Regions from separate parts of the Anser cygnoides genome. Here region 2 is linked to region 1. A link is a contact called in public Hi-C data. All regions are on one chromosome and are shown on one strand. The core of a region is the stretch at or near the end of the contact, and the rest is flanking DNA. Distances in the headings are between cores, read along the strand shown. Region 1 holds the start of PRRC2C (proline rich coiled-coil 2C). Region 2 holds the start of SCYL3 (SCY1 like pseudokinase 3).

Region 1 (3,324 bases), core at 427-2,926:
TGGACAAATGAGATCATGTCCCACTTCCTCCCCCCTTAAAAAGCAGCTTCATGTCTAGGCAGAGCTCTTAAGGCTAAACAATGGGTAGGCCTGATGTCCCCCTGCACAAGAAACAAAGCTATTAAAAAAATCCTGTTCCTTTTGCTGGAAATAATGCTTATTTCTACTTGCACATCCATTTGACTCCAGTAATCAAAGACTGATAAGAAAAAACAGTTCTTCCTCGGTGATAAAGAGTTCAAGACCTTTCACAAAGGGACAAGCTTACAAAATGCATGCCTGAGACACAAAAGGGACAGAAACAGCAAAACCACAGTGTTCCATACAACTCCCAGCACCATGCTCTCACGCAGGCTCCCCTTCCCCATAAAAAGGGCCCAAGCTAGAAACTGGCTAGGCCACTTTTAGCCCCCAAATTTTCAAGCCCCGCATCCCTGGGTGATGGCTCCCATTATGCCAGGCTGGCTGCCTGAATTTTAGCCATGTCATCTACCTATGCTCACACCACATTTCAAGCGCTATCAATAAAACCACCCTGGTCACGTTCACCCCATTCCTACAAATCTTGTCCCTAGGAGCAGAAACAACAGTACCTTTTCAAAAGGTGCTTCACTCAGTTTTAAGTGAAATAATCCAGGAATCCTTTTACTGCGTGTCTCCAGAACTGCGGATAAATATTTCAGAGTCAGAAAATCCAAGTGTGGCGCACTGCACGTGCCTCCAGCATCCCATAGGAAAACCTCTCCTTCCCCACGGGTTTGCAGAGGAAGAATTAGTGCCACAGAGTGAGTGCAAAAGCTTGAAGGGGATGGTTTCCTGAGGAATCTCCCTGGAAAGATGTGGAGCCTTTTGAAAAGGGGGGGTGGGGGAATAGGTGTGTGTGTGGGGGGGAAATAGGCGGGTAAGGGAAATAGGTGGGTAAGAGGGAGGGAAATAGGGGAGGATGGGGAATAGGTGGGGAAGAGAAATAGGTGAGGAAGAGGGGAGAAATAGGTGGGGAAATAGGTGAGGAAGAAGGGAGAAATAGGGGAGCAAGAGAAATATGAGGGTAAAGGGAGGGGGGAATAAGTAGATAAGGGGAAGAGGTGGGTAAGGGAGAGGGAGCTAAATAGGTGGGGAAGGGAGCGAACTAGGCGTGGAAGCAGCCCGCAGCCCCCTCCCGCCGCCCCGGGGCTGTGCCCGGCGCTGTGCCCGCTGCGGGGCGCGGCCGGCCCCGGGCGATGCGAGGCGCTGCGGCGCGGCCCGGCACCAGGGCCCGGCCGGCGTGGGCCCAACGCCGCCTCCCCGCGCCCGGCGGGGCGAGCAGCGGCCCGGGGGCCCCTCCCCGTTCCCGGCCCCCCCGTTCCGTTCCGCTCCGTTCCGTTCCGTTCCGCCCCGCGCCGCCCCCGCCCGCGGCCATGAGGCGCAGGCCGCCCGCCCGCTCCCCCCGGCGCCGCTCAGCCTGCCTCAAGGCCGCCCGAGGAGCGCTGAGGGGAGAGCGCGGCCTCCTCCAGCTCACCTGGCGGGGCCGAGGAACCCGCTCCGGGTTTTTCCTTTATTTTCTTCTTTTCTTTTTCCCCTCCCCTCGCCCCCCGCGGGCTCACCGCGCTCCGGCGAAGGCCGCCGGCCGCTCCCGGCGCCGCGCCTCAGCCGCTTCCACACAGGGGCCAAGATGGCGGGCGGCCAAGCCGGCGCCAACGGCGTCTGACGTCACCGCGCCGCGCGCGCGCGCGACCGGCCGGCGGAGCGAGCGCGCACCCGCCCGACGGGGCCCCGCCCGCCTGCCCGCCCACGTGACCGCCGCCCTGCCGCAGTCGGGGGGGGGGGGCGGTGAATTGGGGTGGATTTGGAGGAGGTTTGGGATTTTCGCCGCCATGTTCTGGCGGGAGGCACCCGGGGAAGCCCGCCACCGGCCTTTGCTCTCTGCCTTCCCCCTGTTCCCGGGGTGCAAAGCCCTAAGTCCGTCCCCCTGCCCCTCATAGCCAACCCGTTACCCAAAACATCAAAATCTCACATTAAAACGTTGTTAAAAGCCCACTGAGGTTTATTTCTGCCTCCTGCCTCTCGTAAATTCCCAGCAAAACAACCACTTGCCCACCCTTGCCCACCCCACAAGCCACCCATCACCCCAGAAGAAGCACTGGCCCCATGCCCACCAGCCCTTCAGGCTCTCCCCACAGCCCTCTGGAGGCTCAGGGCTGGTGGCAGAAGTACGTGGTCCCCCCAACACCACCCCCCACGGCCCCCTCAATCCCTTCTAGAAAAGGGGAAGCCCCCTGGGGACCCACCCCAGCCGGGGAGATTTGGAGAGGAGGAACCCCGCCAGCAGCATGGCGGGCAGGGCGAGGAAGCCCAGCCAGCGCCAGGAGCAGGGGGAGGCTCCGTCCTCCACCACCCGAGTTCTCAAGGGCTTCAAGGCCCGCTGCCACTGCGTCAGGATGGCGGCCCTGGCCCCGCTCCACCGTCCCCGTCCCACCAGGCGGTACTGGTAGGGCGTGCAGGGGCCGAAGAAGACGGCCATGGCCAGCCGGGGGTCGGTCAGGAGCAGCCACAGCATGCTGGGCTTCACGCCAGCACAAGAAGCGATGTCGGAGGTGTAGTTAATGAAACTCATCTTCAAGTGCTCCGGCTCGGGTGGATTCCTTCCATGGGACATAGAATCAGTAACGGAAATCAGATAGTCTGTTCCCACCTCGGTTCACAGCCCTGGGCTCAGAAAAGCCACGACATTACAGGGGACACATGTTGGCCAAGATCTCTGAGCCTGTCCTTGCTGCAGGGTGACACAGAGACCTAAAGGCACACATGGAGCCTTCATGTGGAGGTCACCAGCAGCCACCCTGGCACGGAGAAGAGGCAGAAACTTGCTTGATCTCTGTAACCTGCTTGTCACCACCAAAATGCAACCTGTGGACTGGGCTGAGCTAGGAAACTGGTCCCTCACTGTGCTCCAGTGGGGTTTTGGGAGGGAGCTGGGCCCTCAGCCTCACGCTCCCTGCAGCCTGGAGTAGGGAGGGAGAAGCCACGAGATGGCACCCTCTGTCTGGAGGAAAACAAATCTCCACACAGATTCAGGGAACAAGGGTAGGACATGGAGGCCTGGCAGAAGGGATCTGGGGGCCATGGGTGCAGCACTGCTGCAGCCCCCCAGAGCTGAAGTGGGGCCTGGGGAGGCTGTAGGGCAGTTGTTTCATCCCAGAGCTCAGCTTGGAGAAGTCACAGATCAGCAGAAAGGGTCTAGTGTGGGAAAGGATCAACTTTGCCCAGCTTGACATGTATTCAAAAGCAAAGGCCTATCACAGCATACCCCAAGGTGTAGCAGTGTCACGCACCTTTTGACCGGCG
Region 2 (3,324 bases), core at 407-2,906, 290 kb after region 1:
TCACCTCACTGCCTGAAGCCTGCAGCCAGAACTGTGAGTGGAAGTCATTGCTTATTAAGTATATTTGGTCTTTACCTGCAGTTGCTCAGGTTTTCTACCTTTCCCCCATCATGTGTGCATGCACAGGGGATATCTAAATCTGTGCATAAGTCCTTGTGTGGCTTCTCTGGGGTGAGGAGTGTCCACCCTTTTGCACTTGAGGCCAGGGTCTTTTAGCGTAAGTATTTGGGACAAAGACTTCTGATCTGTCCAAGTAGGGAGGCTGCATTTCTGAGCTTCATTTTAATTTCTGTTCCTGTCTGCTTTATTGTCACCCCGTGGTGTGTTACGTACTGTGCCTCACATACTACTACACAGGGTAAGGACCTATTGTACTCTCCTGCACCCCTCTCCTGCACCCTCCTCCTTCCTCCATCTGCTTTATTTAAAAAGACCCAGTTCTTCCAGCTACCCCTAAAGCCATCTGCCCCAGAGGGGACTCTGAGCACTCTGCCCCACTGCTAGACCTCCCCATGCACCGCAGTGCAAGGCGGCCTTCCTCTCTGCTCACCGAACAGCTCAACCGGAGTTTGGGTGTAGATCTGAGGGAATCCCTTTTTCTGTCCAGATGTCAAAGGGGCCCTGGCATTGAGTTACCGGCCAGCAGACCAGTATCTCTAGGAGTACTGTCCATGTTCTGGGCAGTTTCTGGCTCTGCCAGAAAGGGATTGGGGGGAGCTCATTGCTAAAGAATAGGCTCTACAAAGTTCATGGCAGCTTTGACAGCACAAAATTTAATGCATGCTAAATTGGTGGAGTTCAGTTATAAAGAAAGCCAAGGAGTTAGCACAGCTTAGACCACCTTTGTTAAGCACCCTGCAATAGCCATTAAATCTTTGTCTAGACAAGGCCACAGGTATGGGGTGTGCTGCTGGGCTCTGCTCGCTCGAAACATTAGGTTCAAAATGACTGAGCAAACCACATCCTAATGCCCTGGCGCTGCATGAAACTGGAATAACATTGGCAATATGAAAATAGTGTGTGAAAAGCTCAGACCTCCCACTGCACTATAGTAATTCCTTTCAACGTTTATTCGGCTGTCCAAAATACTCACATGAAATCTCTCCCCGGAGTCACTTTATTCTGCAGCACAGAGAGCAATTAGTTTTAATGGCATTAAATAGATCTCCTTATGATGCACGAGTTACACCACCAAAGCAAGGGTGGGGGGGAGAGCTGTCAGAGAGAGACCACCTGCCTCGCCTCTGCCGCTCTCACCCTGTCACCCACCCGCTATTTGGGCTGCTCCAGGAGCTGTTGCTGGGCTCCCCAGGGTGCTGGTGTGGGGCTGAGCACGGCGACCCCGCAAGGGGAGCTGGAAGGAAACTAGCTCACGGGCTGCAGCTGGGTCCGTGCACTAGGATGGAGACACCTATTCCCCGAGCACCTGGGGCCTGTAAATCACACGCACGGCTCATTTCTGCACAGCGCGGTGTCTGTCCTGGTCGGGAGGCACAGGGCAAAGGAAAGCCAGGGGAGGACAGGCCCGGAGCCCTCGGGGCTGATCACAGCGCACCTTGCATGCGGAGTTTGTGTTGTGTTGGCTGCCGGTCAAACCTCAACCCTGCCGTTTTCTGGCTTCCCCAGGTTAAAGCGAGCTGAACCAAGCCAAAAGCCCCGGCGGTGGCTGTGGTGTACCGGTGAGTGCCTCTCCTAAAGGGACGTTCAGTGTGAGGGACTGCTGCGTCCTGCAGGCAGAACCACCCCAGCTGTGGGACTTGGTGGGCGCACGGCTGGGTTGGAACCCCCTGTGGTGGCTGCAGGGCTGGGATGAAGCACGGGGACGGGACGAGCCCCCGGTGCTGAGGGAAGGACGGGCTCGCAGCGAAGGAGCCGAGGCCGCCCAGCCGCCGGGCGCGGAGACGGCTCCGCCCGCAACCAAAATGGCGGCCGCGCCCTCGCTGAAGATGGCGGCCGCTCCTCCTCCTCCCGCTGCCCGCCCCCGTGCTGCCGGAAGCGGGCTCGGCGGCGGCGCCGTGAGGGCGGCAGCGGGCGGCGGGGCGCGGCGGCACCTCCCGGCCCGGCCGCTGCCTGCAGGTGCGGGGGGACGGGGGGGGCCCGGGGCTCGGAGCCCGGGGCGGGCTGGGATGGAGGCGGCGCGGGGGTCCCGCGGGAGCTGTGGAGGGGGCGCGGGGTGCGGTGGGGGTGAGCTGGGGAGGCCGGGCTGCCCCGCAGGGCTCGGTTGCGGGGGGCGATGCTCGCCCCGAGCCCGTGGTGGTTGGGGCGGGGGCAGCCGGGCTGCGAGCAAAGCCTGCCGTGGTAGCGCTTCCGAGCCCGAGTTTGGGAGCGGGTGTGTGAGTGCGGGGTGAAGGCGAGGCACGGGGTCACCCCCTGCTTTGGGCTGTCCTGCACGAACCCGAGCGGTAACGGGGGCAGAGGTGGCACAGAGCTGTGTGAACGCGCCGTGCCCAGCAGCGGCAGGTCTCGCACCGCACAGGTGAGCGGCACTAGGCCTCGGGCAGCCACAGCAAAGCTCTGCCTGGAGAGGAGGCCTCTGAGCTGAGAGCACATCCCACCGACTTCAGGGCACTGTGAACCCTTCCCGTGCCGGGGAGCTACAGGACGGTCCTTTTAGACACATCTGTAAATGCCGTGCCGTGTTTCCTTTTCACCTGCTGGCTCGGAGGCTGCAGTTCAGAGTTGTGTTGTGGCTTTCCCAAAGGTTACGCGAAAGGAACAGCAGTGACAAGGGGCACGTCCATCCCTGACGCTAGCGGGGGCAGAACGATAGGGAGCTGTGTGTTCTGTAGATAACTCAGTGTTAGATTTTAGGTGGCTCAGAACACACAAGCTCAATTTACAAATAAAAGTCAGGCTGTAGCAGCCATTGTACGCCCACCTGGTACAATCTGGAGGGTTAAGTTGTGTTCCATCAGTTAAAGCTGTAATACTTTCTGGTTCCCGTATGTAACGCGTTCACACGGCTCGTTCCTCCCAGCGAGAAGCACGCCTGAAGCTGCAGCTGCCTGCTTGTTACAGGACATTAGCTGTCAGACAAAGATGGTTAAATGATGTGTGAGCAGGGACTTGTGTAAAATCAGTCTCCCGCCTAGAGAGCACTCTCTTGTCACTGTGGGAGGAAGTAACACCCTCGGTCTATCAAGAAAGTCCTGTTCTATTTCTTGCTAGTGCTCTTTTTGACTAGTGCCTTGTAGAGTTGGTGTATTTTATATTTAATGAAACAGTAGATCCTGTCATGTTTAAATATAGGACACTTCTTTTTTCTTTGGTTGTGGGAATTATTAAGATAACCAATTCTTGACCAAAACAGTGAAAATAAACTGG

Evidence for each region. A called contact is a pair of places that touch in the nucleus more often than the background predicts.
Region 2: a contact with region 1 is called in a Hi-C map of liver, with 7 times the contacts expected there. The contact joins the promoter of SCYL3 here to the promoter of PRRC2C in region 1. A contact is called at or near these places in 2 of 7 Hi-C or Micro-C datasets (both in liver).

What each region holds. Positions count from the first base shown.
Region 1 is chr8:10,801,609-10,804,932 of Taihu_goose_T2T_genome, forward strand. PRRC2C (proline rich coiled-coil 2C) reads right to left here and starts at 1,677. Exons shown (of 36, transcript XM_067001508.1): 1 at 1,499-1,677; 2 at 594-664. FMO4 (flavin containing dimethylaniline monoxygenase 4) reads right to left here. Exons shown (of 9, transcript XM_013190065.3): 8 at 3,312-3,324; 9 at 2,083-2,621. The coding sequence ends at 2,237.
Region 2 is chr8:11,089,613-11,092,936 of Taihu_goose_T2T_genome, forward strand. SCYL3 (SCY1 like pseudokinase 3) reads left to right here and starts at 1,657. Exons shown (of 14, transcript XM_048080196.1): 1 at 1,657-1,679.